3 separate regions of the Mus musculus genome follow, and all the other regions are linked to region 3. A link is a contact called in public HiChIP or PLAC-seq and Micro-C data. All regions are on one chromosome and are shown on one strand. The core of a region is the stretch at or near the end of the contact, and the rest is flanking DNA. Distances in the headings are between cores, read along the strand shown. Region 1 has its middle 100 kb from the start of Vav3. Region 2 has its middle 33 kb from the start of Vav3. Region 3 overlaps Vav3 (vav 3 oncogene).

The links. A called contact is a pair of places that touch in the nucleus more often than the background predicts. HiChIP or PLAC-seq counts read pairs in DNA pulled down with a chosen protein or histone mark.
Region 1: a contact with region 3 is called in a BATF HiChIP or PLAC-seq map of CD8 T cells, with 6 read pairs. The contact joins two enhancer-like sites. A contact is called at or near these places in 2 of 15 datasets of contacts at CTCF or cohesin (the NIH/3T3 cell line and large pre-B cells), 1 of 484 Hi-C or Micro-C datasets (bone marrow-derived macrophages) and 2 of 115 datasets of contacts at active chromatin or transcription factors (CD8 T cells and cardiomyocytes).
Region 2: a Micro-C map of muscle stem cells shows a contact between it and region 3, with 6 times the contacts expected there. The contact joins two enhancer-like sites. A contact is called at or near these places in 1 of 15 datasets of contacts at CTCF or cohesin (CD8 T cells), 4 of 484 Hi-C or Micro-C datasets (CD4 T cells, the N1E-115 cell line, muscle stem cells and 1 more) and 5 of 115 datasets of contacts at active chromatin or transcription factors (the HPC-7 cell line, fibro-adipogenic progenitors, large pre-B cells and 2 more).

Annotation. Positions count from the first base shown.
Region 1 is chr3:109,235,214-109,238,741 of GRCm38.p6, forward strand. No RefSeq gene overlaps it. Among named protein-coding and RNA genes, the nearest start is that of Vav3, 100 kb to the right of the region's middle. Within about 2 kb of position 1,893, at least 15 of the 459 cell types and tissues checked have an H3K27ac peak or open chromatin away from gene starts, as enhancers often do. A contact at or near this core is called in CD8 T cells and bone marrow-derived macrophages, where this site is marked.
Region 2 is chr3:109,305,801-109,309,521 of GRCm38.p6, forward strand. No RefSeq gene overlaps it. Among named protein-coding and RNA genes, the nearest start is that of Vav3, 33 kb to the right of the region's middle. Within about 2 kb of position 1,776, at least 43 of the 459 cell types and tissues checked have an H3K27ac peak or open chromatin away from gene starts, as enhancers often do. A contact at or near this core is called in muscle stem cells, where this site is marked.
Region 3 is chr3:109,466,266-109,470,009 of GRCm38.p6, forward strand. All of the region lies in intron 2 of Vav3 (vav 3 oncogene), which reads left to right. Among named protein-coding and RNA genes, the nearest start is that of Vav3, 130 kb to the left of the region's middle. Within about 2 kb of position 1,271, at least 35 of the 459 cell types and tissues checked have an H3K27ac peak or open chromatin away from gene starts, as enhancers often do. A contact at or near this core is called in CD8 T cells, bone marrow-derived macrophages and muscle stem cells, where this site is marked.

The DNA.
Region 1 (3,528 bases), core at 643-3,142, 230 kb before region 3:
CCCCATCATGGCGAGCTTAGTGAGGCCACAGATCCATTCACGGAATTTGAATAGAGTGCTTGAAGAAATCTATTGAGTAATCAACAAAGCGTTCAGTTGGACCTGTGGTTTATTCTTTATTGTGGTAGGAAAGACAATTTTATGAGCCAGAAACAATACCAAACACCAAGGGAATAGCAAAGATTAATGCTACCGTTAAAGACTTGAAGGATACACAGCCAGAATTTCTTTCTTTTTAAAAAATTTATCTTGTCCTTTTGCTCTGTGCAGGAGACAGATGGAGTTGGGATGACTTGGGTCATCATAAACTTCACAAGCTGGTGCTCTAATTGAATCTGTCATTGTTACTGGTTTCTCTTTGCTGTATTCAATCAACCCAGCCAGTCACACATGCTATCAGTCTGGAAAATAGATTTTTATCTTCCATGCTGAATAACAAAGCCCAGCAAAACAGTTTGATCTTACCTGACAGTGTCTCCAGTGTCTACCACACTGTCCTAGTTACTGGCGGTGCCCCACCCGATGGTGCTTCTGCTACCTGCTACTCTTAAGTTTGGTTCTTAAGGAAGAATGACCATGCCTCAGCTTTGGGAGGATTTCCTTTGTTCTTGTATCACCATCATCATCATCATCTTGTTTATTTATTATTATTTAGAGTGGTATAGGAAATCAGAGACAGAGTAGAATGAAAGGGAACTGAAAAACATATAAACAAGGAAGAAAGGGGGAAAGAGGTGGCAAAGACAAGAGGAGAAGGAGTCAGAGGAGGGGAGAATGGAGGAGGGAATTGATTTCCTGAAGGCAGAGAACACAGATGGTGATGGGAAAGAGTCTATCATGGGCCCAGGGGAATGCACTCCCAACCAGAAGGTTTTCAATGAGCAAGCACTATTTTGAAGCTATAATGTAGGACCCAAGTATTTACTTGGACTATATTTCTAGACACTTATTATTGTATTTTAGTGGGATCTAGGGAAGATATTGCCAAGTATGTGCTGGTCCACTTTCTTGAACTAGTTTTGAGCCCAAACATTAATTTGACTCAGTGGTAAAGTACGAGGCCCTGGGTTCCATGCTCTGTCTCTAGTTCAGAAAACAAAAGCCAGAACAACAAAACACCTCCAACCCAACCCAACCAACAAAACAAACACACACCAGGAAACCCAAAAACCTCTCCTCTGGCTCTTTCTTCCTTATAATCATGTGAACTCCCTCATCCCAAGCTCCATGTTTCATTTTTATGATGGAAACTCTGGAAGCAGAAGCAGAGTATCTGTTTTTGTCACCTGCTGAGATGACACTAACTTGTCCCATATAACAATGCATCCACCTTCTGAGAAGTAATCAAGATAACAGAAACACCACTGAGTTGAGCATTAGTTGCCCTTAGAATCTGTGGAGTAACTTTGAAAATTTTGATTTTCTGATATAATTTTTACAGAATTCAGAAAAACATGGGCCCTTTGTACTCTCCCAAGCCTTTACTTTTGGTATTGATTCTTGATTTTGTGCATCTCCCTCCCTCATCCCCTCTCTCCTCCCCTCCTTCCTTCTCTCCCTCCTTTCCTCCTTCCTCCCCTCCTTTCCTTCTTCACCAGGAGCTTTTAAGTCTAAGTAATGTAGGGCTTTTGTGAAGAATCACTGATGTCTTCAAATGTTTTTCCACATATCTTGTCATAAATAGGATACCCAGAATTTCATACTTTAAAAACCGCTGAAACCTTCAGTGATCTTCAGAATATCCAGCCATATTTAACTTTTCTCTGAAATAACTAAGTCCACACTTGTGTGACCAACACTTTACAGGTTTCTTTCTTCTGCAGCAGTCTCCAAGGGACACAGTCACTTCCTGTGACATCCGATCACCAACCACATTCTTGCTTTGCAGAATCAGACCCAGGACATATAACAGGTGGTTTCCTGTACCTCTGAAAGATGAAGTCACCAGCAGGATGGGGAAGAATGGGCCGGGCACTTTGTCTTTGGCAGAAGGAAGTGTGTAATGGCTGCTGATGTTAATGGAGTGATCCAACTCTACCGTGCGTTTTTGAGTGTCCATCAGGAAGATAGTGGCTGTCATCCAGTTCTGTGCTCCATGTTGGACACACATGATGCTGCCACTTTCTTTGCATTCTTAGCACCTTTAATCCAACTCAACATGTTTACTTTGTGCAGGTTCTTGGCACTATGCAACCACAGATAGAGCCTTACCAGTGTATTCTGGAATCTTGCCATTTCTCTGTCTCCCATCTTGAACTTGGTTGTGTGTTAATGAGACACATCCTTTCAGCCCTGGATCTTAAGTGTCATCTTTCTGAGAATCACCCTACATTCACTACACTCTGTCACAATTGCTTGGCCTGTAAACTTCAGTGTGCTTGAGAACCATTAAAATAGTAACCATTAGATTGAAAGGTGTATGCTTGTATTATTGAAGCAAATAATGCTAGTGGCTATAATCAGATATACCACCAAATCCCAGTTATTTAATACTATTTATTTATATTATAGTATAATATTATAGATATATACTATTATTTAACTAAGGAGAAGGTTAATTCTTGCCCCTACAAAGCCCATCAAAGGAGATTTTTTTTTTCTATTCAGCTTTTTCAATAGGAACAACACAGAGAGTGGAGAAGATCATGAAGGTTTGAATGGACCAGACATAGGCTGGACTATGTTATATTTGCCCTTATTCCATTGGCCAAAACTCAGTCACATGGTGCTATTATAGAGAAGGAGGCTGAAGTATAAAGTAGCTGTGGACCTACGGGAAAGAAGAGGGAGCATTGACAAGTAGCCAGCTCGTCTACTGATGCGATGACTTAGTTACAGAAAACACAAAACTTGTTCAGAGTTCTCTAGTGGCCTTTTGTATGTTCTCTCCATTCGTGACCTATGGTGAGTTTAAGACCATACCTTTCTGATAATATTTCTGCAGACACACTTGGTGAAGTTGTGAAGTACAGACAGAATACCAGAATACCTCAGAATACTGTATTGTGGCTGTCTGTGTCTCTTCATTGCCTCTGTCTTGCTGATCCTGTATCATACCGGAGCCAACAGCTGAGGTGGTGGCATTTGGCCTGGGATCTAAACTTTGAGTTCCACAAGGGCACAGTCTGCTTCCTCAGTCCCAATCCCAGAACAGGGAAGTGATATCTTCAGTGCTAGCTCCTTCAGACTCAGACTGTGGATGACTTCCTGGAGGCAGAGCAGGCCCTGCAAAGGCCCTGTGCACAGGCAGAGTCTTTGGTCATTAGAGTCCTTGCTGCCTCTCTGACTTGTTTGCATCCAGACCCACACCTAACTGTCATACCTTAGCATCTCATTGTTTGGTTGTTGGGGAAGGCTGACTTTTTTTTTTTTTAACGAATTTTTTTTTAATTAGGTATTTTCCTCGTTTACATTTTCAATGCTATCCCAAAGGTCCCCCATACCCACCCCATCAATCCCCTACCCACCCACTGCCCCTTTTTGGCCCTGGCGTTCCCCTGTACTGGGGCATATAAGAAAACATTTGGT
Region 2 (3,721 bases), core at 526-3,025, 160 kb before region 3:
TTGGTTGCCAATCCATGGTGCTATTGGGAGGAGACTGAGGGAGAGTCTTTAAGTGGAGCCTAGTGTGAGTTCTTCTGGTCACAGGGGGAATGCCCTTGAGGGAATACTGAGACCCTTGGCCCCCTTCCCTCTCTCTTTCTTTCCAGGAGGTGGTGGGTTTTGCGTATGCCCCTGTTTTACCACAGACCCCAAAGCAGTAGGCCAAATCAATGATAAAACCTCCAAAAGTGTGAGACAAACTCAAATTTTTTCCTGTTTTTAAAATAGAAATTTGGGCTGGAAAGATGGCTTGGTGGTTAAGAGCACTAACTGCTCTTACGATGGTCCTGAGTTCAAATCCCAGCAACCACATGGTGACTCACAACCATCTGTAATGAGATCTGATTCCCTTTTCTAGGGTGTCTGAAGACAGCTACAGTGTACTTACATATAATAAATAAATAAATAAATAAATAAATCTTTATTTAAAAAGGAAGTTTATTTATTTTTATTTTGTGTGTCTGAGCATTTTGCTTGCATGCTTCCATGTGCATCATGTGCCTGCCTAGGACAATGGAGAGTAGAAGAGGGTGTCAGCTTCCCCAGAACTGGCATTACAAATAGTTTTGATCTGTTGTATGGGTGCTGGGAACTCTGCAAGAACAGCAACTCCTCATAACCACTGAGTCATCTCTCCATCCCTCAAACCCTTTCTTTTAAAAAAAAAATTAATGACCTCAGGTAGTTTATCATAGTCATGGAATGCTGACTGTAACACACAGTGATTCTAAATGTAGATGCATTTGGAACAAAGTAAATGCAAGTGAACTTTGAGAACAAAAAGACCGAAGGTTTTAGAGTTGGAGAGGCCTGGCTTTGAAGCCACACTGTCTGTGAGACAGAGGGCTGGTTTTTTTCTCTGAACCCTGGTTTGCTTCTTACAAAATCGAGGTGATACATAGAGCTTAGAGTTGTGCGATTGAAATAAAATGCTCAGCTTGTATTAGTCATTCTGTCAATTTTTGTTTCCTACCTCTTGTCTTCTTAGACATATATATACAGTAGGTGACTCAAGGAGACTGCTAATTAGGGTAATAATGCTTTGTCCCGTTCTTTAAGGTTTTGAACTGAAGCAGTGTAGTAATGGGACGTGTTGGAGGTTTCACTGATATTACTCTCCTTGGTTATAAGTGATGAGTCTTCTTAGTGGAGAGAAGGAAATGAACAGAGTTGATTTTACCTGGTCCGTTTTAAGGTGTGTGTGTGTGTGTGCGTGTGTACATGTAGGTATGTATATGCATGTGTGTGAACATGGATATGGAAATTTGAGGTGAATGTCAGTTGTTTTCAATCACCACCTACTTTTTTTTTTTTTAATTTGATACAGAGTCTTGTACTGAACCCTGAGCTTGCTGTTTTGGCTAAGCTGGTTGGCCAGTAAGCCCCAGGGACCTGCCTATTTCCACCTCCCATAAGTATGTGGTCTTACATGGGTTCTGGGGGCTCGAACTCAGGTCCTCATATATGGCAAACACTTGACTGGCTGAGTCAACTTCCTCACCGTTTTTGGCATTGTGAGCTGTTATCAGACATTTCACAGTGGTTGAAATGATTGACCAGTGATGTCCCTGTATTTGTCATCCCATCTGACCCTCCCTGAATTATTTCTTGCAGGAAGTGTTAAGGGGCAGAATTCCAGCTTCAGGGAGAAAGGGGAGCCCTTGATAGGCTGCTCTATCCTGCATCAGCCACGTGGAATTCTCCTGCAGGGCAGAGAAGAGTCCAGTTACTATGACAATCAGAGCTGTTCTGCCAAGATTGCTAGCCAGGGTGCCCGCACAGCTAATTGCTATGCGCACATCCGTTCATTAGACTTTGACCCAGAATTACTAGTGTCTTTCACAAGGTAGGCAGTGAATCATTGTTTTTGGCTCCGGCTTTGTCTCTTTCAGCCGTGGTTTGGTTTGTATCAGAAGTACAAACTGTGCAGGCCATTACCTCTCTTAGTTACGAAGCTTCTTGGACTTTTACAAGAGGCTAAGATTTTTTACTAGAAAACACACATTAGTTATCCAAGAGCCCAGAGAAGCCGGTTGGGACTCAGAGCTGCTGATCAGCACCTCTGTGATATTATACAAATTGCTTCACCCCTCTGAGCCAGTTATCACAGCTGTGAAATGGGGTAATAAAATTTCCATCCACAGAGTTATGAGGCGACAGAAAAGAACGAGGCACTGAGAATCTCTGATACCTGTGTTTCCATCCGAAGTGTGAAGGCACGGTGGGATGGAGCAATACCTAAAGGCCTAGCACTCAGGTTTCTCTGGCTGGTGGCTAGCCACTGAGACCAGGGGCATCTCCCCACAAAGGTCGCACCCTTTGTGAGTCGGTATGTTGTCTGTCTTTCATACTTTACCATCTTTGAGTTAGGGAATATTAAAAAGCTGTGAAGAACCCCACGACCACCAAACAGCAATACAAATTTCAAACAATGTTGATTTTCTCCCACTAGCTCAATCAAAAAAGTTTACTTTTCTGCTCTATAATCGCTCTTTTGTACTACAGTCCTACTCCTAGAATTCTGGAGCGAGAACTACCAAGGTAGAATACTTTATATTGAGTAGTTTGAGATGGGATCCACTAGAAGTTAAATTCAAGTGTGTCTTTCACAAAGAGAAAATGGCGACGTTTAAAAGCAAACATTTATTGTGTGCTATACCTGTTATGTGTCAGACACCGTGGATCTAAAGACAGTAATATAAATTTGAAAATTTCTTTATTAGGAACAATGTCCTTCTAGCTCTATCATGTGATGGCTGCAAACAAGTGAGGGACATCTGATTCCAAGCCCCTACAACAGCTGGCCCTGTGATAGTAGCCTCTGAAAGCTTCCTGTTTGATAAGTACTCAGGCTGGATGTGAGACTCTTAGAAAACAGTCGCCTTGTTTTCTTATCTGTGCACCCAAGATGGGTTTTGTTCCCAAAAAGTTTTGTGTATAAAGCCACTGGAAAGGAACACCCAGGTTCCTTTCGGGACCTTTGCAGAGGGAGGCAGGATCTTAGCTAACTTCCCACCAGTCATCTTCAATTTGCCACGGCAGGGTAACTTCCAGCTTTGTTTCCAATGAGGCTTTTTGTTGATGTAAAAACAACTGGATGGGAGCATTCTAAAAAAGCACATTTAGGAATTTTTATGTTTTAAACAATGAAGTGCAGCTATCCAAACGAACTGTAATTTCTCCCTTAGGTTATATTCTGGCTTCAAATGAGACCAGTTAATTGCCGCTGTGTCTAATGTTGCCTTGGTTGATGTGGGAGACAACACTGTCTTGACTGTGACTCATTAGAAGCAACTGTCCAAGTGGAGGGTTCTCTGGTCCAGCACTGCTAGCTGTGGTAACTTTTGGCTTTAGTTTGTGAACATGGATTCTAGCCTTCTCTACACTCAAGCTTAGTCTCTTACCACAAACACCAAACTACCTAAGTAACAAACTCACTTCTTTGGCTGCATGAGAAAACAAATATTAATCCTCGTCCCACCCGTGCATCAGTGCTGCGGTTCTCGGCTTCTCACAAATGGACCATGCTGCGCTCCTAGGAGGGCTCTGAGCAAGCAGCGAAGTCTCAACATGTTCCCGGTGTGGGAGGGGATTCTGTGAGAATGAGTTAGCTGGCTGCCACATCTGGGGGAGGCCGGTGATGAAAGATGGCAGCTGGGATGAATGAGAGAGGAGCCAGTTT
Region 3 (3,744 bases), core at 21-2,520:
AGTGTGTGTGTGAGTGTATGTATAAGTGTGTGAGAGCATGTGTGTGTGTGTGTGTGTGTGTGTGTGTGTGTGTGTGTGTGTATTCCAGAGGTTAACCTCCTATGTCATTGTCTTTTGAGACAAGGTTTCTTACATGGACTGGAGCCTCATAGATTCAGCTAGGCTGGCTGACCAGCAAGTCTCAGGGGTTCACCTATCTTTGTATAGTTTTGGGATTATAGGCATATCCTCATATAACTTGTTTAAAAATGTTTCTTTTCCTTTATTTTTAGTTTCCTTTATTTTACAGTATGGGTATTTTGCCTGTATGTATGTCTCTGCACCATGTATGTGCTGTGTCCAAAGAGGCCAGAAGAGTGCATTGGATCCTCTGGAACTGGAGTTATAGATAGTTGTCAGCCACCATGTGGACATTGGAAATCAAACCTGAGTCCTCTGGAAGATCAGCCAGTGTTCTTAACTGCTGAGTCATCCATCTCTCCAGCCCTGATGGCAGGCTCTTTGCTTGCTGGGTATTGAACTCAGACCCTCATTCTTATGCAGCAAGTACTTGACTGACTGAACTATTTCCAAAGTCTAAAACCTTCTTTGTACAGCTTTTGCTATTAGGGAGTGTCAATTAGGAGGAAGCCTGAGAAGCCAGCTAATTAGCCACATGATTTTGGGAGTGTCCTTGGCTTACAGCCCTGTGTTATTATATACTTTTACTACCTGTATATAATCTCAAAACCATTATTCATATTATTTATATGTATATAAGTTTACATTGATTATCATATAAATATATATTTAAATCAATGACACATATATTGCTTTTATTGTTTTGTTGTTTTTGTGGTTAAATCCCAGAGATCCATACATATCATTTAAGTTCATATTTATACATTCCAGATAATACTACCATATAATAATTATAGTTTATTAGCTGTCTGCCTTTTCTTACCTCTTCACCTTTTCTTTGTTTAAAAACTTGGATCCATGTGTTTCTCAGGTAGCTACTGCAGAAAGCACTCTTGGCATTTCCTGTTAGAACATTCTGGGCACACTTCCACTGGACTGAAGGGGAGACTTTGGCCAGAGAGAGAGTGAAGCTGCATTCTAGAGAGATTCTCTTTGAGTAGGGCAGCGGCCTTTGGGTTTGACCTCAAATCTAGAAGACTGTCACTGGTTTAGACTGGTTTCTATCACATGGTACAGAGGAGTGTGTCCTCCTTCTTACCCCTGAACTCAGCCCAGGAGGAAACCAGATCGGAAGGGTTGGTCTAATTGAGAGTTCCCATGTGCCATTTAGTGATTATTGTGCCCTCTGGTGTTTTTCTGAATTTATTGCCTGTGTAAATCGGCATGCAGAGCTTTTGGGGATAGCCCATGGGGCACTGGTCTGCTGAGTCTTAGTTGCAAGATGAACTGGTGCGTGGAGAATGGACTGCTCCCCCTGGAAGACACTTGTTAACAGATAGACTCTTTTATTCTTTGTCATCTTCGTTTTCGACTCAGAACAGCTCCAGAGGTATCTGTGTTCCCAGCTCTTAGAGATATGGTCATGTCTGATTACCAGTGCCCTCTGATGGTCTGATGGCCACTCCAGAAGTTCTCTCCTTCCTTGTCTTCACATCTGCATTCTGATGGTCCTGTTTTGCTTTCTGGCCATTGCAGAGATCACTTAACTGGCCTCTCTGACCCCTCCTGTCTTCCTTCCACTTAGTCATTTCTAAACTCAGCTGTTTTCCTTTCTCTTTGCACTTTTGATGGCTCCCCATACTACAGAGGGAAAAGCTTTCCCTTCTTAACACAGCTTGGTAGACTTTCCTAATCTACCTGTAATCTGCTAATTCAGTGTTGTGTCTTATCTTTTCTTCCTTTTTGCCACATGGGCTTTGTTATGGCTGATAACCACTCTCTGTCCCCAGCGAGACATGCTATGCACCAGTCTGCACCATGCTTCTTCTATGTACCTGCCTTTGTGCTTTGGAACGCTTCTCTCTCTCTCTTTGGAAAACTTCATGACCCTTTATGCCCAATGCACACGTTACCATCCCTGAAAGGCTTCAGTGCTTTCTGCTGCAGTGGTTGGAGTTGTACCTCACTCCAGGATCCTTTTGGAGCTTCCCGTGACTCTGTCAGTCTTTATTCTCCCCATTGAGTAGTAAGCTTCTTAGAGGGAGGGACTGGAACCTTTCCTTGGAAGGATCCCATAGGACATCCTCAAAGCTCTTTTGCTTCTTAAAATTTGATGCTTGTCACAGGAGGAACATGCTTTGGAGACTAGGGTCTGGTAGCACTTCAGTCTTTGGACATGTAGGTGCTATACTAGAGTCATGAGGCTCAGGGTAGAGCCAGGACTGTGGCTTGAGTGATGGCAGCCAGCATCTGTGAGTCCTGAGTGACAGCCTGGTTGGCATAGGAAATAGTGATGTAGGTGGGTGGGGGCTGTCTTTGTACCTTTCCACTTCATTTTGCTCATTTGGGGCATTAGAGTGTTTGAATAGACATCCCTTTGGATGCTTTTAGCTGTCAAAAGTGTGTGTTATTGCCTCTGCCTTGCATTCTCTATACTTTACAAATTATCTACAAGAATATATTACTGTCAAAACTTGAGGTGCCAGGCTAAGGTTCCAATGACTCATAACAAGCAAAAGATCGAGCTAAAAGAAAAGCATTCAGCCCAAAGAAGCACCTACAGGCAGGCCCATCTGGCACCCAAATGACACTTATTAGTGACACACTTGACAGTGCCAGGGGCTTGGAAGAATCATGGTCAGCAAGAAGACTCTAAACAGGACTGGACCAGGCTGAGGTTATGTAAGGCTGCAAATGGCCTGTGTTTATCAGTGTTATCAATTAGGAAGCCAATGCATACTTGCTTGAGTATATTTGGCAATAGGCATATTTGACACTAGGTGAAGATTTTTGCACCAATGATTTCATTTGACTTCACAATTTCCCCAGGATCGGCTTAAATATCTCAAAATCATATGTTAGAAATGGGCTCAGATAAGCTAAGTAACTTACCCAGATCACTCAAGTATGAAATGTTGAAGTCATTCTTCTAGTGCCCAGTCACAAGATTCTAAAACCTGTGTTCTTTTTTTTTTTTTTTTTTTTTTTGTTGATATAACATTCTACTTCTATGTTAGGCAAAGAGATAAGGGTCTAAGAGGGCTACTGACAAGACCCGGAATTTGGAGATACTGTTTCCAGATTCCTAATAGCATAAAGAGATGGTAGATAGTGCAGAATTCTATTACAAATTTCCCATCTTCAAGCAAGTGTTTTGATGAGGGATTACAAGTTGTTCTTATCCATGTCTTGAGGAATCCAGATTTCTAGCTGTAAGTCAAAGAATGGGATCTGAGTCACTCCTTGAGTCACTGCCAGGGCCATGGTGCCTGGCAGGCAGGAACAGTGCGTGCAGGGGCCCCTGGAGCTTGTCTGGTCATGTGAGCTGCCAGGCACGCTGTCTTTGAGACAGGGCCCTGGACTTCAGCCACTGCCATGGAGCCCTTACTTGAGATGTTGTTAATCGTTATGGTGAGAGTACAAACACACCTTTTTCCTCATTTCACAAGCTTCTAAGTGGGCATCTAGGAGTGGGGTGCCTGTGGCACAACATAGGTCATGTGTGCAAGCCCTAGGATGAGGTGAAGGCTGAGATGCAAGTGATGGGCAGCTCTATGTTAGAGTGGATGATGGGCTCCCAATTCTAAGATAGGGGTTTTCCCATGCAGACAAAACTGGTCATGT